5 separate regions of the Mus musculus genome follow, and regions 1, 2, 3 and 4 are each linked to region 5. The links are chromatin contacts, called in public ChIA-PET and HiChIP or PLAC-seq maps. All regions are on one chromosome and are shown on one strand. Each heading gives the region's core, a stretch centred on a gene start, on an enhancer-like site or on the middle of the called end of the contact. The rest is flanking DNA. Distances are from core to core; before and after follow the strand shown.

Region 1 (4,271 bases), core at 1,052-3,551, 840 kb before region 5:
AGATTACTAAGATCTGAAAAACACACAAAAATGTTCTTTTATTTTTCATTCAATGTTTCACACTGGCTTGAACTGATTTAATATTTTGGTGGAGGCCCTGGCACGGAACTCACTATGTAAACCAAGCTGGCTCAAACTCTTAGGAATCCACCTGCCTCTGCCTGTCTCTACAGCTAGGATAAAAGCTGTGAGTTTTCTTGCCTGCCTTGAACTGTGAGACACTGAAGCAAAATGAAAGCTGAAAGGTATTTTGAAATGCATTGTTAAGTGTTTTGGTAAGAAAAAGGCTCCTAAGTAGAGGCAAAAAGCACTTAAAATGTTTTGCCCAACTCAACTTATGTAATTCATGTTCTTGCAGTTAACAAAATCTTTTTCTATATCTGCTCAAGTTGATATGACTATAGGTTAACAAAATGATTTGTGCTTGGCTGCTACATTCATGCTTCCTTCCCACAATTAACTAAAATGTTTAATTTCATAAAAGCAATATATTAGACCTTTATGCTTAAAATATCTCACAATGTTTAAAATTTTTTTTTCTAGAATAGAGGCAATAATTCTTACCAGAGTAATTCTTCTAAGTTTTCAACACAGCATCAGTAGTTCCATAAGTATTCAATATTCTTGTTTAGCAACAGATTTTTAAGGCAAAAATTATACAGTATACAAATACTGACTAGTACATTTCTTAAGTATCTGCTTTAAAGTAAGAGGGACGGGAATGTCTCAGGAGGAAGTGCCATCTTATTAAGTGAATGATAGAAGGTACACAGCCAGAGTTGAATCGATTTGCAAGCCTCTACTTTCTTCTCACAGAAGAAACAGCCAGGGAACAGCCAGTCCAAAACCCAGCAAGGAAAACAACAGAGACAGCTGCCTCAGCGCACTGCTTGCGAGAGGCAACCATAATGCTCTGCCCATGTTGACAGAGCAACTTTCCACTTCTAACCAATTTTGTGACAGGGAATTTCGACCAAACAACTTGGAACTTCACTTTCTTAAAAAGCATTTCAAACTGACTTTCAACAGTGTTGTCTAGAGAACCACAGAGCCGCTTTCATATACTTTAACTTACTCTGTTTAGTTTAACAATTAAATTCAAGTGAAATTGGTATTCTCCTATAGATATAAAACAACAACAAAAATACTTCCAGTCTATACCTGGACATACAGCCTACCACCTGCTGGTAAGTTTCCTGGAAGACGGTCTCCCCTCCTGCAGTGAGAGCTGAGGACACTGGTACAGAAATACTTGCAAGTGAATGGACTGACCAAAGTCTAAGCATAACTGTTCCTCCAAAAATGAAGCTCAGCTGTCCACACTCCTTTAAGAATACTGAGACACAATCCACCAAAGATCACAGCTCCTCCTCACGGTTAATACACAGCCTGCATAGAATCTGTCTGCTCCAGGGTTATCAATGTCTATTTAACGCTTTTCTGAACACCTCCACAGGATAAGTATCTCAGACCACTTCTCCCAGAAGTCACAAATTAGTATAGGCTGCTTCGTCAGAAATACGGTTAGCTCCTTGCTTCCCACCTTGACAGGCCCATCAACCTTAAGTCTACAATAAGCTCAGCTTTTTTTCTTTAAAACAACTCTTTGGTCATGGACAAACTAAAAGATTTGTTCCATTTTGTTTCCATTAGAATCCCAAACAAAATTTGTTTTTAATGTTAAAAATAATAATAAAGAAGAGGAGCAGTAAAATAGCTGGTTTAATTGAAGTGGAACTTAAATCTGAACGGTCCGCCTGAGCTGAAGGGGTTAAACCCTTGCCATGAGTTCCAACTTCTGTGGAAGGGGTTGCCACCACCTCCTTGTTGACTCTCTGCATCAAGAGGATCTTCTCCATCATCAAACTTCTTTCTCATTTCTAGAAAAGAAAACAGCAAGTTAAGTCCCACATATTAATCTAAGATATGGGTACGAGGCTTTAATACTCAAATCCATACCTTCTCATTCCCATCTTGTAGAAAGCAATTGCAAAGACAACTCCCAAAGTCATGCTGGGCACCGAGCAGCTCGTCACAACTCTTACACCCAGATGAAGTCCATCAGGCAAGAGCCTCACTGAGTCCCCTCCACAAACTAACTAAGGAGCTTCCTGGAGCTATCTGGCCAACAGGTGGAACACAACATTCCATAAGGCTGTTTCCTCCCGAAATGTAGACACGTGAAGAACACAATGAGGCACTCTCAAGATTGGTGGGAGGGGACAGGACGCCCTTAACACCTCCAAATTCCTAAGGAGGAGCCTGGCTCTGCTCTACAAGTACACAGCACTACAATTTGCAATGCCCTTTGCATCTGAAAAGCAGACCAACACCTACTGTGTTCAATAACAAAGTGCTTACTAGAGTACAACTAGGGACAAAAGGCATTTCAATGCTGTAGTATATAAATGGATACACAGAAAAGATTTGCTCAAGAGGCAAAACTTGATTTCCTCATTGTTAAACCTTTCTAGCTGAAATTAGAATGCCCACCCCCATGCATAGCAAAGGCACAGAAGAGCAGTATGGACGAATCCTTAGCCTGTCTCCTTCACATACTTGTCAACCAGAATGTCTGTTCACGTGACTTGGAGCAAGACTGCTGCTAACGTCCACGGAGGCACAACAGGCCCTGCTGATGATCTAGGCTCCTCTCATCTTTTGTAAGCCAGCTTGACGTACTGGGTTCCTCACCAAGCTCCTGAGACACTTAGAAATTTAGTACCAAGAAAGCTAACAGGAGTCTAAGAAATTTGTGTGTTATGTTCAGTGTTGTTCTTTCACATGATTGCAAAAATAAAAAACCTAAGAAGTGAGAGGAGCTTGATCAAGAAAGAAAACATATTCCATATTCACTATTCTTTCCACTACACCATTTCTCTGAGAGTTCTCACACTGAGGCAGAAAGAGGCTGGTGAGACCACAGCACTCAGCAGCACCCACAGCCCTCCAGCTCGCCCATGCCACTCCACACATCATTGGCCCCCTGCCTGGGATGGGAACAGGCAGAGAGGCTCACTCACTGCACCACTTCAAGAGCAAAGGTACCTGGGTCTGAGAGGACTTCTTTAGCAGCTGCTATGTCAATGAACTTTTTCTCTGCTTTTTTCTTTTCTTCTTCATTCTGGAAATTATCTGGATGCCACTGCAGTGCTAACTTTCGGTATGCTTTAATGATTTCTTGTTTTTTGGCATTTCTAAAGGATGGAGGAAATTATTTAGTTAATTGTCAAGAAAAAAGTATTCCACATTCAATATTCTTTTTACTACACCATGTACCTGAGGATTCCCAAACTCATGTAGAAGAGAAAGGGTCCAATTTCTTTTCATTAAAAAACAAAACAAAACAAAACACACACACACAAGAGCTGTGCTGATAGACCTGTTTCAGAACTCAGTGGTAGAGAGCTTGCCTTGCATATATATCAACCTGAGGTTCATCACAGCACAACAAACAAATACTATAAGCTCTGTGTGTGTGACAGGGAGGAAGGGAGAGAGGGAGGGAGAGAGGGAGGGAGGGAGACCTGACTGTACACAGCCTTCTTTTTCTAGAAATTCCAAAGATGTAAGTCAAAGATCAAAAACTTAGCATACTGTTCTAGACAGTCAACTTTGTTTTTCCTTCCTTTTTGGGCCATAGGGATGGGTGGGGGCAAATACTGAGAATTGTATGCAAGGCAAGTCCACTATCACTGAGCTAAAACCCAAGGCTTCCTGAGACACTCACTAAGCATCTTAGAATACAGTACAGGTCTTTACAGCTGTCTCTTTCTAAGTCTCCACACTACCAGGATTTAGGTTTTTCTGGGCATTAAAAAGACTTTCACACCAGAGATGGTAGTGTAAGCTTTAATCCCAGAAGCACACAGAGGAGAGGCCCAAGAGTCCCTCTGAGTTTAAGGCCATTTAGATCTTCATTGTGACTTCAGGCCAGTCAGGATTATACAGTGAGACCCTGTCAATCAGAATAAAGCGCACACACACATACATAAACTCTATTTTGAACCCCTTACTTTAGGTTAAGTTTACTTAATACTACAAAAGCTGACAGCCTACTTGGGTCTGTTTTTTTAGATAACAATTTTTATTTTATGTATATATTGCTTGCATGTGTGACCATCATGTGTATGCAATGACAGAGAGCCAGAAGAGAAGGCCAAAACTGGAGTTAGAGATGGTTGTGAGCCTTATCATGCATACAGGTACTGAGAGCTGAACCTGGGTCCTCTGCAAGACCAAGTGCTATTAACCACCAAGTTCTCTCTCCA
Region 2 (3,952 bases), core at 814-3,313, 540 kb before region 5:
TGTAGCTATCCAAGGCACGTTCCTGTTGGATATTCACCGTCTCCAAGAGCTGGCTAGCTCCACTGTGGTCGGCCTCTCCCCAGCTGGAGAAGGATTTAAGATACTAGAACATCAGCATGTGTAGAAGACAGAAATAATGAGTGGAATAATGTTCTTGCTGCATAAGGATTGGCAGGGCAGCCTGATGGCCTGGGCAGAGGAGAAAGTTGCTTGGGCAGAAATGTGGAGCAGGCATCTCTGGGTTCAGCTGGAACTAGGAGGAAGGTGAGGGGAGCCCATGATGCCTAGTCAGGGCTCACCTCTAACTCTCCCATGCACTTGAAGAAAGTTCACCAAAAGGCTCACGGCCTTCCTTTGTGTAGGGCTTTGATGGCACAGCCGTGAGGCTGCCCAAGGGCCTAAACTCATAACTGGATGGAAGCAGGGGCCAGGGACATTATCTGGAGCCCCGCCCTCCCCCAAGCTAAGTTCACTGTGCTGCCATTGCAGGAAGCCTGTGACGTCACCCCAGACAGAGCTGTCACAAAAGGGAAAGGCCCAGACTTACTGTATGGACTGCCGGTTTAGAGACTTTGCTAAAGATTTGGCTTCCTTTTGTGGAGATGCCAAGTAACTCTGGACCTGGCTTTGCATACGGTGCTTTTTGGATTCGGAGAAAAATCAGTTGCCATAGATACATACTTTTGTATGCTTTTATAACGAAATGTCTTTTTCACTCCTGTGTTACTTGAAGACATTAACTTAGTAGGGTTTCAAGGTATGTGTGTGTGTGTGTGTGTGTGTGTGTGTGAGAGAGAGAGAGAGAGAGAGATTAAGAGGGAGTTTGTGGTTTTAAGTAGCAAGAATTTAGGTTGCCTAGGCACATGGTTTCTTTTATGCTAGAAGCTTTGGAAAACAAAACTGTCAGAAATGATTAGTCCCCTCATGGAGTTTGTAGCTCATGAAAAGCGGGGAGGACTGGGTTAGATTTCGTGCTGGTTCTGGAACTTGTGGTCACTTAAACACAGAATATGCAGGAAAGTACCTCCGCATCTCAGGCCTGTGGAAGTTTTTTTTGGGGGGGGGGCACGATAGAGGTGGGGGGGTGAGACAGGATTTCTTTTTGTAGCTCTGGTTGCCTAGAACTTACAGAGATCCTGTTGAGTGGTGGGATTAAAAGTGTGTGCCAAGGGGCCTGGCCAGTGAGAGTTGTCCATAAGACACCACAGCAGAATAGATTACATTGCTTGGGAAAGTTGTAGATAGATTTTTATCTTTGAATAATAGACTATTGCAAATGCGTCATACCCAAAGTGGTGGCTGTTCAGCAAATGGCCTGAGACCTTTCCTGCAAGGAGTTACTTCATATACTTGAGACATGCTTGCATGCATTTGCTAATTTAGATGTTTCATGGATGCAGTTGATGGATGCAGTTGGTAGGTAGAGGCATACAAGCAGTGTTCTCGGGTGAGAGGAAAAACCTCGATAGAGGTCGGCCTCGTTTTTCAAGCTATCATGGAAGGCCTTGAAAACTTCGGCTCCCTTCTTCCAGTTGCGTGTGCTGTCTTGTTCCGTGATGTCCCTCTGCTTCTGTTAGAACCAATGCCTGCTGTATACATAGGAACATAAACTTGAGTAAACCAGATGGTTCCAGTTCAAAGCAGAGCTTCTCAAGGTATTTATGAGAGCCATTACAAGTCATTGTCTCCTTACTGATAAATTTGGGTAATCAGGGTAATATTAATAAACACAGACTGCTCATCTGCTGAGGGCTAAAGGAATGCAAATAGTTTTGAGGATTTGTAGGCTAAAAATCTCTTACAATGAGCTGTGGTCTGGAAGAATAAGCAACCTTTATATAGTGGGAGTGGGTGGGTGGTATGCAGGGATGGGTGGGGGGGCTATAAGAGCCAACAGCCAATACTGCATCTGCTTTCTTGTGCCCCCCACCTTTCAGGCCAGTATCTCAGTGCTGTGGCCTTGGTGGCCTTTGGTGATTTGTTTACAGCCGGGTGTGTGACTCAGGGTGGTAGACGCTGTTTTAGAGAGAGCTCAGCCAATCCCTATCAGATTGCACATGAGATCTGCCCGCAGCTGTCTCCAGATTTATTTGCTTGCTTCTCTTCAACCACAGACACACGCTAACCTCAGCCTAGGTCTCGAGAAGCGGAGGTGACTGGTCCTTTCTGGTCGGGTCCTTCCTCCCCCTGTATTTTTTGTTTATTCTCTGGTGAAACAGACCCAGAGGAACTTTGGTGGTGCCTCTGCCTCGAGACTCCCTGCTTCGGATGTGGCTCATAGACCCAGAGAATGGCTGCTCCCTGCGTCCTGGGAGAAGTGTGGACTCTCCAGCTCCTTCAATAGTGCGCCGACCCAGAGCCATCCATGAGGTCTCTGGGGAACGGAAGTGCCGGGGACTGGGGGGAGAAAGAACCCAGACCCACTACCATTGTTGTCTGTCTAGATAAAGCTGGTCGGTGCCTTATTCTGAGGACAGGAAGAGGAAGGGTAGAGGTGTGCTCATGAGATGGATTTCTAAGTCTTCTTTGCCTGGAGATCTCACCTAGCAGCAAGTGTGCTCAGAAGACGTTGGGTGGTTAGTCCAGAAATCAGGAGATAGAAAAGGCGGCTTCAGGTGCTTAGCTGAGCTCAGTGGAGGCTGTGGCTTGCCTATACGTCTATCTTAGATCACAATGCTAACTGAAAGATGGAAGGCATATAGCCATCTCTTGATGAGTGACATACAGTAATAGATGTGTTACCACAAATGACACCAGGATTAGCACTTGGGTTACTGGCCTCATAGAAAGCCCAAGGCTTATTGCATGCCTAATGTGAAGACCATACAAATGTGGATTTTCTCCCAATCTTCCCTTCTCCTTCATGTCTTCTTTTTTGGCCGTGGAAATGACAAGTATGTATGCAGTAGAGTGAACAGAACAGTCTAACCAAGTCCCAAGCAGCCTCCTCTGAGCTTCAGCCATGATCAGCTCCCAGCCAATCTCATCTGCTCTCTACCCCACTCTCTTCCCCACTCGGAGACTCGTACACTTGTGTGTTCTTGGTTGCAAGCACGTTTCCTTGCTTTTGATTTGTAAAGGGACGCTAGAACCTTGATTTGTTAAAGTTGTTATGCGCTTGCCGTAATCTCACGAGTATTCTAGGGGATGCTTAATTATGACCGTATAGGCACTGTTAAATCAACCGTGAACACCACGCCGTCTGTCTTGTCACTTTCTGTGTGTCTGTATGAGTTTGTGGGTGCACATCTGTGCATGTGAGTGTATGAGCAGGCCAGATGTTGACGTTAGGTGTCTTCCTCAATCCCTATCCACCTTAGTTTTTGAGATAGTGTCTCTCACTGAACCTGGAACAAACAACAAATTCAGCTGGAGAGCAGTCCAGCCATCCTCAGGGTTTCTTTCGCCTCTGTCTCCTCAGCAATGGGATTATTGGTACGTGATGCTGTGTATGATGTGTGTGTGTGTGTGTGTGTGTGTGTGTGTGTGTGGTCAGAGGACAACTGGGAGGAGTTGTGCGTCCCTCCACCACGTGAGTCCAAGGGATTAAATCCGGTTGTCAGGCTTGCTGGCAGGTGTCTTTGCTTGCCGAGCCATCTTGCTGGCACAGGTTGGACCATCTATGACTAACCACACACCTCCGTGCGGCTTTCTCACCTGTACAACCTGCCGTTCTCTGAGTCTTGATCTCAGACCCACAGACTGGAAGCCCAGCAACAGGGATCTGGCTTTACAGCTCGTGGGCTGCACAGATGTTTTCTTGTAGCTTAAAATTCAAGGTCTGAATGTTAGAGAGTGTAGCAGCAAAGGAGGAGGGAGATTTCAAACCATGCCTTTTCTTTCTGGTGCTGGCAGCAGAAGTGCTGAGGGGGCAGTGATGGCTGGTGGGCACTGTGCTGAGCCCTGCAGTCTCATATTGGACTGAGGTGCATATGGTGAAGCCCTGATGGAA
Region 3 (4,273 bases), core at 336-2,835, 770 kb before region 5:
GTGTGTGTGTGTGTGTCAGTGTGTATGTGTCAGTGTGTGTGTGTGTGTGTGTGTGTCAGTGTGTGTGTGTCAGTGTGTGTCAATGTGTCTGTGTCAGTGTGTGTGTCAGTGTGTGTCTATGTCAGTGTGTGTGTGTCAGTGTGTGTCAATGTGTCTGTGTCAGTGTGTGTCTATGTCAGTGTGTGTCAGTGTGTGTCTATGTCAGTGTGTGTCAACGTGTCTGTGTCATTGTGTGTGTCAGTGTGTGTCAGCATGTGTGTATGAGAGAGAGTGTGTGTGTATCGTCTGTGTATGATATATGTGTGTATTGAGCATGATATGTGTTGCATGTATGTATGCATACTCGTATGGGCTGGAGTCCTTATTCCTTTGAGACAATATCTCTCACTGAACCTGGTTAAGGCTGAATGCCCTCAGGCCTCAGCAGTGCTCCTGTTTGTGACTCGCACAGCACAGGGTTGTAAGCTCGTATGGGGCCATGCTGGGTGTATACATTGGTGTTGGGGATTTGACCTCAGATCCTCACGCTTCTGCAGCAAGCACTGTTAACCACCAAGCCGGAGCGCCAGGCTCCAAATGTGGTTTGTTTGTTTCTGTTTACTTGCATTTATTTATTGAGCACATGTATGTGGGCGTGGGTGTGTTCTTTACCCACTGAGCCATCTGCCTGCTCCCCATCTGTGCTTTGGTAGGGAAGAATCACTGTGTATAGGCCAGTGGCTTTGGAGAGTGTTACTACAGGTCTAATTCACAGAAGAAATACTAACAGATTTGGGGTGAAGCTATGATTTGTTTAAAAAATTTGCACATGTGTTATATCCAGAGCCCCTAGTGACATAATGCTAAAATAATTTCAGGACTATGAAATGCAGAAATCAAAAGAGGAAGACTTTCTGAAGCTGTTTGACAGATGGAAAGAGGAGGAGAAGGAGAAGTTACTCGAGGAGATGGAGAAGGTCAAGGGGATGTTTATGAGGGAATTTAAAGAGTTAACTTCTAAGAACTCAGCATTAGAATATGTAAGTATGCAACCTAGACGTCTTCATAGGATCGCTTGCTTTAAGATGGGTGTTAGCATGGCATCATAGCCAGGGGTCAGGTCGTTTACATGCCAAGTATACACCACCCCTCCTCCCCGGGCATCCCAGGTCGCAAGAGGCGCTGAGGAGGTAGAGCAGGTGAGCGAGACTGTTTTGTTGTGAGTGGGTGGTCTGTCCCCAGACCCTAGAACAGAACCCCTGTGGGTGTATCTGTTCCACCCAAGAGGAAACTTCCTCACCTGGTTAGGTTTAAATAGCCTTAAACCACAAACCCTTGAACGAATTCTAGAATGTTCCAAGTAGTGGGTGGAAAGGCTGATACAGATCACCAAGGCAGCAGAAGAGGAAGAGTATTTGCTAGCCCTCTCCTCGGTCCACACCTGACCTTTGAGGAGGATCGGGTCTCTAAAGTAAGCAGGAACCGGCAAGGGGGCCCTGTGCCGTGTGGGAACAGCTGTGGTCCACAGACACCTCCACATCCTCTGTGCTGATCCAGTTCCTGAGGAGAAAAGGAGGGAAATGAGGTCGATCCTTGGGCTCCCTCTAGGGGCGGACGAGTTTCAGAAGCAAAACTAAACACAACACCAGAATCCTTTTATTTATTTTCCTTTCCTGCTCAGGATCTCGTCCAAGACGCCATGTTACAGTGGGTCATTCCGACTCCTTAGGCTTTTCTGTGGCCGGGGATAGTTTGTCAGCCTTGTTGTTGTGGAAGCTAAAGATCTGAAGTGCGGGTTGTTTGTATGGCAAGTCCCGTTGCTGGGGTTCATCTGACTAGTGACAGGGTAACGTGATTAGTCAGCGTTTCTGTGGAGTGGATCTCGGAGACAGTGTGTCGCTTCGTCGAATTGTACCAAGGTCACACATGGTCTCCGTGGTCTAAGGCTTTCACTTTGGCCTTGCCACCCGGAGCTGTAGTATTGGTAGGAAGGAACTTCTGTACGGAGAAGTTTCTTTGCACTTTCAGCGGTTGCAGTGAACGGACAACGAAGTAGTGGTATAATGTCCGTGATGTTAACTTTATCGCCTGTTGTTGTCTGAGATTTTTTTTTCCATAATTAACTTTAGGGAAATTAAAACATTTATATCCCTGGTGGATTTACTGGTATGGCCTCTGGGCAGTGTTCGTCTTCTATTGCAATATCGTAACTTCTCAGAAGTGTCACAGGCGTGGTGATACACCCCTGCAATCCAGCACTGGGAGGCTGAGGCGGGGTCAGCCAGAGTTCAAGTCCAGTTGGGCCAAGGCAGCAAGATCTGCCTTAAAAAAAATAAACAGAAAGAGGAGATATACCCAGTTCCTCTCACAGATGTTTCTGTCAAGAATTTAAAGACCCATCGTCAGAGGTCAGAGGTTGGCTTGGGGAGTGGGTGAGGGGGCAGAGAGATGGCCAGCGAGTAAAGCAGCTGTGTGCAAGCCGGCTTCAGTCCGCTCTCAGTCCCTGAAATGCGCAGAAAGGCAGAAAGTGAGACTGGACTACGGTTGTCCTCTGACATGGACATGGGCATACCCTGGCTCCCAGTAACAAACCATTTTAAAAAAACATGAGTCTCCTTCCCATTTTTTCCACATTCTGGTGGAGATATCAAAGATCAGAGACTGGTAGAAAAAGAGCAAAGCGGAGGAGACAGGCAAGGGGTGTCCGGAGGGAGAGGGATGGCTGAACGCGGCTTTGTGCTTCTGGCTTCTTCGCTGTTGCCGTTAAGTCAATGTCTGACGTTTCTCTTGGTGATTCTTTTCATCCATAGCAGTTGTTAGAAATACAGAAGTCTAACATCCAGATCAAGTCCAACATAGGCACCTTAAGAGACGTTACTGAGCTGAGAGAAGACCATCTTCCGTGTCCCCAGGACTTCCAGAACATGCTACAGCTGCTTGACAGCCAGGTACAGCACGCGTGGTGACCGCGGCCACAACATGTAACATGTATCTAATTACGTGTGTGTGCCTCCATGAGCTTATGTGCACGGCATATATGCAGTGCCCATACAGGCCAGGAGGAGGGCACTGGATCCCTTGGAACTAGAATTACAAGTGGTTTTGAGCCATGGTGTGGATGTTTGAACCCAAGTCCTCTACAAGACCAGTAAGAACTCTTAACCATGGAGCCAGGTCTACATCGCCTTGGTTTTTCTCTTAATGAGTTCGTTCCCAGCAAACGTTTTTGTTCTGTTTCTTTTTTTTTTTTCCTGTCTCACAACAGATGCCTAATTTATAGTAGGTGTTGACTCACAGGTGTGAGTATGGGATAGTAGTTCACACTGTTTCAGTTTCTGCCCACAAAAATGTCACTCTGAATTAGTCAGTTCATATTATTATTCAATGTTTTCCTGGCTGCAGTTATAGCTCTCACTTAAAAAAAAATGTGCATTGAGCCGGGCGTGGTGGCACACGCCTTTAATCCCAGCACTGGGGAGGCAGAAGCAGGCGAATTTCTGAGTTTGAGGCTAGCCTGGTCTACAAAGTGAGTTCCAGGACAGCCAGGGCTATATAGAGAAACCCTGTCTCGGAAAAAAAAATGTGTATTGAAGCATTAAGCTTCCATTTGGTTTGCATATAGCACTGCGCTGACAAACTGGTATCTCTGATATATTTTGTTTTCATTTGGAAGTCATACTCCATAATCACTCTATAAAAGTTATTTTATCTCAATGGTAAAGGAAAAGAAATTAAAAATCAAAAAAGGCCAATATATAGGTTGGTGGTATAGCCTTGTGAGGCCTGGAATCCAGTCATCCCTCTATGTTGGTAGGAGGTGGGGATTGTAACTGTGGGTATTATAACCTACAAATTCAACCATGTTGGAAAAGCCTTTGAGTCAGTGAGATGGCTCACGGGGTAAAAGGTTTTGCTACCAAGCGTGATGACCTAGGTTCAACCCCTGGGACCCAACTGGTGGGCGGAATGAACCAACTCGCACAGGTTATCTTCTGCCCTCCTCGTGTGGTGCAGAGGCATGGATGCCTACGTGCACATACCTGGAAAGCAAGCATAGCACAAGTTTTAATAAGAGTAAACCTGTGAAGTTTTTAAGCAGTAAGAGCCTTTTGAAATAGGATTGCTGTTTCTTGTTTTAATGCCACATCTTGCCTGCCTCCCTCCAATGCACCGCTCGCCTGCATGTGTGGTTGTCCTGTCTAGTCTTTCAGTGACACAGCCCCCCTCCACTCACACACTTTTCAGACTTCTTCACGAGTAGCAAGGCCCCGTTTCCCACCCGACTGTCCTGCAC
Region 4 (4,173 bases), core at 1,361-3,860, 700 kb before region 5:
CCCACTACTGTTAGCAGAACCGCCCTCTAGCCTGCTCTGCACACGGCCCACTACTATCTGGGTCCTGGTTGCTCTCTTCGCATTGGCATACCACACACATGACAGCGGCATGGTGCTATCTGTCAGTGGGCTTTCCCACTTTATCTTAGGTGTCCTTGCTGCACCGGCTCCTCTATTTCTCCTTTATATATTAAAAAAATACTTCCAGCAGTTCCCATGGCCCTATTAATATTTTCTTGTATATCTGTTTATTTTGTAAGTTCATAAAGTCTTTAAATGCTTGAATTTTTACTGTATTTATTTTTACTTATCTTTTGGAAATGGGATTCTATTAACCCAGGCTGGCCTTAAGCTTGCTATTTTATGTATCCTAGGATGATCTTGAATTCCTGACCCTCCTGCCTCCATCTCCCAGGTGGGAACGATAACAGGTACGTATCCTATCCCCGACCAGCTCTACAAATGCTATCTTTAACGCTGACATGAAAACACAGGCAAGGGATGTGAACAGAAACCAATGCTAGGAAAATAGCTAAAGTCTACTGACTAAAGACTGCCGGAGATGCACGGTGCCCCAGTGCTCCCTCTGGGTGACAAGTCATTATGAACTGGTTCTACTGCTCTCACAGAATAGCCCTACTGTGCTGCGCAGCCGTGGAACAAAGGACCCTGTCTACTCTTGTTTCGAGTGTATGTCCATGAGGAAGCAGACTGGCGCTGGGGCTGCCACTTCAGTATAGTGCAGGAGAGAGTCTGCTACGCTGAGTCAATAGTTAGGGAGGGATCTGTGGAGGCAGTAAGAGGATGAGGAGAGGTTAGACCTGGGCTAGCTGCTGGCGCTTCGCTCATAGCCTGAGTTGTGCTTCGCTTCTCTGTTTGTTTGCTTGTTTGTTTGTTTTTGTGGCTATTCAATGAGAGTGTGGTCTCTTCAGTGAGTATACGGCTGAAATGTCTTATCTCCTACAGGCAAGTCATGCATACACAGTGACTGACTAGTGATACTTTCTTTCTTCGTTTTGTTTTGTTTTGTTTTGTTTTGTTTTGTTTTGTTTTGTTTTGTTGAGACACAGTTTCTCTGTGTTATATTGGGTGTCCAAGAACTTACTATGTAGACCAGGCTGGCCTCAAACTCACTTAGACCCTCTTGCCCCTGCCTCCTGAGTGCTGGGATTAAAGGCGTGTGCCACCATGGCCAGCCATGACCGTTTCTTAATTCATATGACCTAGGGATTTTTTTCCTACCTTTTTGTGCTGCTAGAAGAAAAACACCAGCTTAATGTATCCTTCAGTGAAAGCAGCAAATTAAAGATTTGTTGCCAAGCCTCACTAAGAAGCAATTCTGTATCATGCACAGGAGAGTGTGTATCCAAAGAAATCAGTTATTGCTCTCTCTCTCTTTCTCTCTCTCTTTCTCTCTCTCTGTGTGTGTCTGTCTGTCTCTCTGTCTTTCTGTCTCTTTGTCATTCTGTCTCTCTTTCACACACACACACACACACACACACACACACACACACACACACACACCACTATGTCCTTTTCCTTTGTGTGTGTTACTTTTCTGATACTATAATAAAATACCACGACTAAGGCTACTTATAGACAAAGAGTTTACTTGGGCTTACAGGTTCTGAGAGATGAGTCTGTCATGGTGAGGAGTCCTGACAACAAGCAACAAGTCTAAAAGCAGCTGGAGCGAAATGCTAAGAGCCCACATCCTACACCACAGGCACCAGTCAGAGAGAGAGCAACTGTCTCGCTGTCTCCCAGAAACATGGAGTGTCTGTATCTTTAAAATATGAAAGATTTCTATTTTAGGGATTCAGCTCCCATATTGCTAGTTAACCACACTGTAATCCTATTTTGAAAAGGGTGGGTGGGGGACTAAAATGCAAAATAGCTACATCACTGCTAGTGTACTTAAATTCTCTATATTTTCAAAGATGGCCCGTTTCCTCTTATTGACGCCTGATACAGTTGAGTAGGCAAAGACCTTTTCCAAGAACTTAGCGTGTGAACTTAGGTAAGTAGCTTCCTTTATATTTCATTTGAGAAGACAGAAGAACAATCCTGTGACCCTTTCTACTATAATAGGCCATTGTAAAGTTCAGTGTATGTCAAGGAAATATTTCAGTGGATAAAATAATACTAAAAACATATGCAAGAGACAGTTGATATACCCAAGGGTTTTTTTTTTAATGCGTGAGTAGCAGGTGTCACCTTCTTTGTAAACGCTCATTCTCCTTTATGCAATTTCTGAGTCCTCTTTGCTAGAATGAAGTCCTAGAGCAAAAGTCTTCCTTGGCCCAGGGACTCAGGCTGATAGATGGGAGGGAAGAAGTGGCTGAGGCCACCTAGGTGGCTGCCCCACCGAGCCCTCCCTTTCAGGTGGATTTGCTGTTTGACTCTCTGGTAATTCAACACCCTGTTTCCTTCCCGTAGAGATCGCATGACTGCCTAAAACGTGCCCCGAGTCTTTGTCTCATGCCATTCATAAATATTGTGGCTTAAACAAAGACCTTTCACATCTCACAAGTCCCCAAATAAACAGCAGCTCTGGAAATGTCAGAGGGCATTCAGAGCACAGGAAGTGGGTTCTGTAAAGGGGATTGGAACCATTTAAGCCTTGTTCCGTGACAACTTCCGGTAGCACCCACCCATCCTCCCCCCACCCCCATCCTACAAACTGAGAAGAAACAACTACAGGTGCCTGGCATTATGAATCTGTTGGTGTGGGTGAGGACTAAACATTGTTCTATGCAGATAGCTGCATGGTCTACTAAGCAGGATTTATTCACTGTTAAGTCCTTTCAAGTTAATGATGTTTAATTCCAGGTTTGAGGCGAGGATAATTAATAAGATTTTCTTCACTACCTTTTTTTTTTTTCTCTTTAAACTATTTTTCTGAGACAAGTACCCCTTTTGTTTTCCAGCCTGGCCTCAAACTTGTGATCCTCCTGCCTCCACCCCTTGAATGCATGAGCCACTAAGTCCCACTCCTGCCATCATTATTAAAAGCAATACCGAACAAGCAGATCTTTTAAAAAATATATTTATTTGCATATTTGTGTGTGCACACACACCACAGCCAACTACACACCACTACAGTATGTAGTTCAGAGAACAATATGCAGGGATCGCTTTTCTCCTTCCACCTTGTGGGGTCCTCAGGTCGGACTCTATGACACAGTGCTGGCGGCACATGTCTTTACATACTGAGCCATTTCCCTGCCCAAATCACTTCTATGCATAAGCTAGTTCTGAAGGAGAGCTAAGAACTACCAAGTCAAGGAGCAATATTAAACTCAAAGTCACTTGAAACTATTGTAGAATTGTGCTGTAATTAGAATGGATTATTTGCCTATAAACTCTAGAGATGCCCTGTGCTTTCTTCAAAAAGAATTAGTGTGGCGTCACAGAGAAGTTGGGTCAGAAATTAGTGTCCTACAAAGGGCTTTTGGGAAATAGGAAAGGACCCATGTGTGCATGAATGCACCTCCTGAAGCCAAAAATAATAAAGGTTACAGGAAAGTCAGGTGACTAAGTTATTCCAGCCTAGAGGCAGACTCGTGAGGATGCTAAGAGCCTCAAAGGAGTGGAGTCCCCGATGCCCTTGACCGCGCATACGAAACTGCATGTTAATAAGGCCAGTGGGTCTTAATTCCTTCCAAACCCTGTTTTCTAAGTTACATGGCACATTCTTTTGAAGGAATTCTCTTTAGTCATTTCAGTTAGTTGGAAGTCCCACTTCCTCTGAGAAATATTCCATGAGATCTGGTGGAAACTATTCATAAAGGGAAAGAAAGCCCTGCTAACTTACTGGCCAGGGAAGTCAGTCAGCAAAAGCAAGAAGAGTTCTGGGGAACTCCTGTAAGTTTTTCTTTTGATTTTTCCAAGATGGGGGGAGGGTGTCTCATCTTACCTCCAACTCCTACTGAGCCAAGGATGACCTGAAACTCCTGCTCCCTTTGCTCCATCTCTTCAGTGCTGGGACTGCAGGCCTGTGACACCATGGCTAGTTTACATCAGGCTGAGCTGGCCAGGGCTTTGTGCTCGCTAGGCAAGTAGAGCCTGACCGTCCTACAACCCTAGCCCTGCCTCAATATTTTATGGACTTACTTTTTAATTATAATTTTATAGGAAATGGTGTGCATCTCTTTGATCATTGTAGGAAGC
Region 5 (3,807 bases), core at 50-2,549:
GGGGCACGGACAGTACAAATCACAGCTCCCACAGATCCTTGACTTACCAGCACTAACCAGATCACAGTGATTGTGCTGTCAGGTCTCAAAGGACCTGCTACAACGAGGTGGTGAAGAGACCAAAAATAGGACAAAAAAATACAACAAAGCTGTTTGCTTGAGGGGGGGGGGATCTCTTCTTCATTCGCCCGGGTTTATTCACATTTTAAAAAGCTGACATGTTTTTCTCAGAATTGTAAAACCTTCAATGTTTGTGTTTTTAAAGCCTCCTTTTACAGCACCAATTCTACAAGTTCCCAGGACTTGGCTTTCCTTCCCATGCCAAGCAGCTTCTGATTTCTATGTTCTTCTCCTAAGACCCTCTCTTCAGTAGATACAGCTGCATCTCTAAAGCAACTCCGTCATAGAAGCTGAAGATCTCAGCTTCAGTAAGCAAACGACTCCCTTGAAATGCAGTAATGTTCAAAGGACCAAGAAAACACTCTAAGGGAACAAATAAACGGGGCAAAATTAGTAGAACGAATTGCAATTTCATCAACTGAAGACCACTGATTTTCCTGGAGGATACCAGGAAGTACTTATGAAATGCAGCTCTTACACACATGCCAGAGTGTGCCAATCACGAAACTTTCTAAACACGTAGACACCGTCTTCACCAAATGAACTCTAGGCACACGGTAATAACTAAACTGTTGAGGCAATGACAGATTCCAAATCCGCTCCAAGCAGGTTTCATGCAACCGGTCTTACAAACAACAGGGAAGCTAACTTCCTGGGCTGACATCCACTCATAACCACAGGGCTCGAATGCATACAATCAGGCCAAGTGCGGAGTTGGGGGACAGCCCTGGGGAGATGCAGTGGAGCGGTCCGGTTTGCACCGGGAGTGTCGGGGAAATGGAAATGGCTTTCAGGTGCAATTAGGCTGCAGCCCGGTGGTGAAGGTTCAGGGTCGCGGCGCTGCGGGGATCCAGGTGAGGCCCGGACGACGTGGCGGGAGGGAGGCGCCGCGGCCGCCGCCTACCGACCCCGGGCTCGAGGGAGGCCGCGAGCCTCCACCCCTCGCTCGACCTGCCCGGACCTACCGTGGAACTCGAAATGGCCGATGCTCTGGCCCTGGGCGTCGCGGGCCGCGGCGCTGCTGAAGCTGCCACGCAGGGTCTTGCCCTGGCCGCCCTGCGGCCACCAGCAGCTGCACGTGAGGGCTACCGCCAGCAGCCGCAGGCCGCCCATGCCCGCCGCCCGCTCCGTTTGCTCGCCCGGCAACCGCCTGCGGCCTGCAGCCCACGTCGGCAGCAGAGGGCGGGGCGGGACTTAGGGGGCGGGGCCGGAGACTGACGGCCAATAAGGCGCGGGATCGCCTTCCATGAGCCGGGGACAGTAACCAATCATCGGCCGTGGTGGGCGGGACGTGCAGCAGTGCGGGTCCCGGCGCTCCCCAGCCATGCTGCTAATTCCCGCCTGTTTTAAATGGAGCCCTCCAGGGATGCTGTTTACGGATACTGGAAACAATCACCGTGGTAGCCTTTGCGCGTTACGCCACTGCGCACGCGCTCGTGCGCGCGCCTGTCATTGACGTCCGAGGCTTTCCTGGAAAGAACTGAGAAATACGTGGCCGAAATGTATAGCTGGCAGGAAAACGGCCTCAAAGTTGGGACACATGTTCTTTGCTTTTTCTCTCTCGCGCTTGCTTATTCGCGCGTTAATGTTGCGAGGATACATCACACGTCTAAACTGAAAAGCCTGGCTTCTCTTGGCACCAAACCGATTGTTCCTTCCTTGAATAGGGTTCCTGGACTGGTTGAATTAACTGATTATCCAGTTGGCTAGACAGCTGAGAATGACAGTGACCACCTTCATTCACGGGTAGTCCAAGATCTATTGGCCTTTCTGCTGGTGTGAAGCGGCAGCCAGGACACTATCTGCCATCACTTTGACCTATGGCAACCGGACTCCCTCCAGTGTTGATTCTACCTAGCTACAGTCTACCTCTGACTTCTGAGTTACAGAATACTATAGAAAACATCATTTCCCAGCGCCACATTCCTTTATCCCTTTTGTACACAACCTACGCTTTTTGGAATATGGGTTCAAATATTTCAAATGATCGTCTCCCAACTAATGCCCATTGTTGGTATTCTGTCTAAACTCCATCCCCACAGTTCCTGGCAGCAGCCAGGTAGGCTTGACCCAGTATAAAAGGGGCTGCTTGGCCCTTACACGTACACTCTTGCCTTTCTCTTGCCTCCTGTCCCTTGTGCCCCCCTCTCCCCATCCCCATCCCTCTTCTTTCCATGGCCCGCCTCCACTTATCTACTCTCTCCTTCTCTCTGCCTCTACTACTCTCTTAACTCCCCTCACCACGCCCTAAATAAACTCTATTTTATACTTTACCAGTGTGTGTCTGGTCCCTCCAGGGAAGGGGATGCCCGCTGAGGCTTCCCCCTTCCCCCGCACTCCACCAGAACATATAGTTAGAGCTCTTTCTCTTTTTATGATCACAACACCCATCCTTAACCCTATCAATTCCATACCCACCCTAAACCCCTGTGTCGATGACATTTGCAAATCCTTCGCTGGAGTATTTTCTACGGTTCCTCTCCTTTGCTTCACTTTGCTCTTTTTTTTTTTTTTTTTTTTTTTTCTAGATTCTCCTTTTTCAACACACTCGAAGAAGCCCTTCTGACACGTTCAGACTGTATCAGACTTCAGTGCAACCAGAACACCTTACTCCTTACCAGGTCAGTTACCACAAAATTCTGTAAATGACCTCCAGCTCATCTGAATTTCTCACTCTACTGTAAGATGAAGATGGTCAGAGGTGGTGAGTGCAGCAACTCAAAATTGTGTCACGAATAAGTTCGTACAAATTATCTTCATCCAACAAGATGTTTTTTTATAACACAAAAGCATGTCCTCACCACATACTTCATCTTAAATAAAGAAGCCCCATCAACAGCAGTTTCGGCGCTTCTGGATTCCCAGAATAAGGGTATTCGTATTTTTGAGACTTTTAATTTTTATCCTAATTATTTTTAAATATAAGAGTAATTCATGCATGTAGAGAAATTTTAATCCAGCAACATGGCTGCTTTAGCAAGGGTTCACATCTAAAGACATTCTAGATCTATGTGATCTGGCTGGAATGCAGATATGCTCTGATTAAAGTATCATTTGCCTGAAATACAGACACCTTAGTGCACACCTTTAATCCCTAACAATGTAGGTAAAGTTAGTTCCTAGGAGGAAACAGCCATGTTTGAAAGTGATGCCTAATTGATGGGCAGACAAAGTGATGAATCAGAGAAAGATTTGACAGATGAGTCAGAGAAAGGATATGTCCAATGAACTCAAGACAGCACAGGAAAGGGAGGCAATGAGAGAGAGAGACAGAGACAGAGCACTTTTATACCAGGACAGTTTTTACAAAGACAGGTTTCAGAGAGAACAAGTTAGACACGGGTGAAGAGAGAATGAGAAGGAACCCGGAGATTAGAACAGATTGTCAAAGGTAGTATGAGGCCAAGCAATGCAATTCAGTTAGAAGCCAAGAGAAACTGGATTAAACCAGTCAGCTTGAAAGATTAGATGGTATGAAAGCCTAGGCCAAGGGATGGTTAGAACAGAGAAAGTAATGTGCTGGTCTCAGGCAAGCCATGTATTCGTGCGACTTGGGTATGGCTCTCATCCCATTCCTTCACCTGAGGAAATAAAACTGAGCAAGCAGCTTAGAAGAACTCATAGCCAAAAGTGTATAGAGCAACATTTTAAGTTGTGACTTCCCAATTTCCTTGCCTATGCCCAATA

The links. ChIA-PET counts read pairs in DNA pulled down with a chosen protein or histone mark. HiChIP or PLAC-seq counts read pairs in DNA pulled down with a chosen protein or histone mark.
Region 1: a contact with region 5 is called in an H3K27ac HiChIP or PLAC-seq map of embryonic stem cells, with 4 times the contacts expected there. The contact joins the enhancer-like site here to the promoter of Gpr180 in region 5. A contact is called at or near these places in 3 of 39 promoter capture datasets (the 3T3-L1 cell line, the HPC-7 cell line and pre-B cells), 5 of 115 datasets of contacts at active chromatin or transcription factors (embryonic stem cells and thymic regulatory T cells) and 2 of 9 other capture datasets (adipose tissue and liver).
Region 2: a contact with region 5 is called in an RNA polymerase II ChIA-PET map of memory CD8 T cells, with 6 read pairs. The contact joins the enhancer-like site here to the promoter of Gpr180 in region 5. A contact is called at or near these places in 2 of 39 promoter capture datasets (embryonic stem cells and pre-B cells), 6 of 115 datasets of contacts at active chromatin or transcription factors (the 230-238 cell line, astrocytes, bone marrow-derived macrophages and 2 more) and 1 of 9 other capture datasets (embryonic stem cells).
Region 3: an H3K27ac HiChIP or PLAC-seq map of embryonic stem cells shows a contact between it and region 5, with 2.5 times the contacts expected there. The contact joins the enhancer-like site here to the promoter of Gpr180 in region 5. A contact is called at or near these places in 6 of 39 promoter capture datasets (the C10 cell line, embryonic stem cells, hippocampal neurons and 3 more), 4 of 484 Hi-C or Micro-C datasets (CD4 T cells, the G1E-ER4 cell line, embryonic stem cells and 1 more) and 4 of 115 datasets of contacts at active chromatin or transcription factors (astrocytes, embryonic stem cells and memory CD8 T cells).
Region 4: an H3K27ac HiChIP or PLAC-seq map of thymic regulatory T cells shows a contact between it and region 5, with 9 times the contacts expected there. The contact joins the enhancer-like site here to the promoter of Gpr180 in region 5. A contact is called at or near these places in 6 of 39 promoter capture datasets (the 3T3-L1 cell line, cranial neural crest, embryonic stem cells and 2 more), 8 of 115 datasets of contacts at active chromatin or transcription factors (astrocytes, bone marrow-derived macrophages, embryonic hindbrain and 5 more) and 1 of 9 other capture datasets (adipose tissue).

Annotation. Positions count from the first base shown.
Region 1 is chr14:118,975,636-118,979,906 of GRCm38.p6, reverse strand. Dnajc3 (DnaJ heat shock protein family (Hsp40) member C3) reads right to left here. Exons shown (of 12, transcript NM_008929.3): 11 at 3,049-3,197; 12 at 1-1,880. The coding sequence ends at 1,723. Among named protein-coding and RNA genes, the nearest start is that of Dnajc3, 40 kb to the right of the region's middle. Within about 2 kb of position 2,301, at least 7 of the 459 cell types and tissues checked have an H3K27ac peak or open chromatin away from gene starts, as enhancers often do. A contact at or near this core is called in embryonic stem cells, where this site is marked.
Region 2 is chr14:118,679,387-118,683,338 of GRCm38.p6, reverse strand. All of the region lies in intron 1 of Abcc4 (ATP-binding cassette, sub-family C (CFTR/MRP), member 4), which reads left to right. Among named protein-coding and RNA genes, the nearest start is that of Gm41247, 16 kb to the left of the region's middle. Within about 2 kb of position 2,063, at least 46 of the 459 cell types and tissues checked have an H3K27ac peak or open chromatin away from gene starts, as enhancers often do. A contact at or near this core is called in memory CD8 T cells and pancreatic cancer cells, where this site is marked.
Region 3 is chr14:118,908,088-118,912,360 of GRCm38.p6, reverse strand. Dzip1 (DAZ interacting protein 1) reads left to right here. Exons shown (of 22, transcript NM_025943.3): 7 at 858-1,019; 8 at 2,790-2,927. Among named protein-coding and RNA genes, the nearest start is that of Dzip1, 15 kb to the left of the region's middle. Within about 2 kb of position 1,585, at least 82 of the 459 cell types and tissues checked have an H3K27ac peak or open chromatin away from gene starts, as enhancers often do. A contact at or near this core is called in the G1E-ER4 cell line, embryonic stem cells, liver and 2 more, where this site is marked.
Region 4 is chr14:118,832,843-118,837,015 of GRCm38.p6, reverse strand. It overlaps a transcript of Cldn10 not described here. Among named protein-coding and RNA genes, the nearest start is that of Gm32382, 15 kb to the right of the region's middle. Within about 2 kb of position 2,610, at least 51 of the 459 cell types and tissues checked have an H3K27ac peak or open chromatin away from gene starts, as enhancers often do. A contact at or near this core is called in thymic regulatory T cells, where this site is marked.
Region 5 is chr14:118,134,619-118,138,425 of GRCm38.p6, reverse strand. Gpr180 (G protein-coupled receptor 180) reads right to left here and starts at 1,299. Exons shown (of 9, transcript NM_021434.5): 1 at 1,086-1,299. The coding sequence starts at 1,233.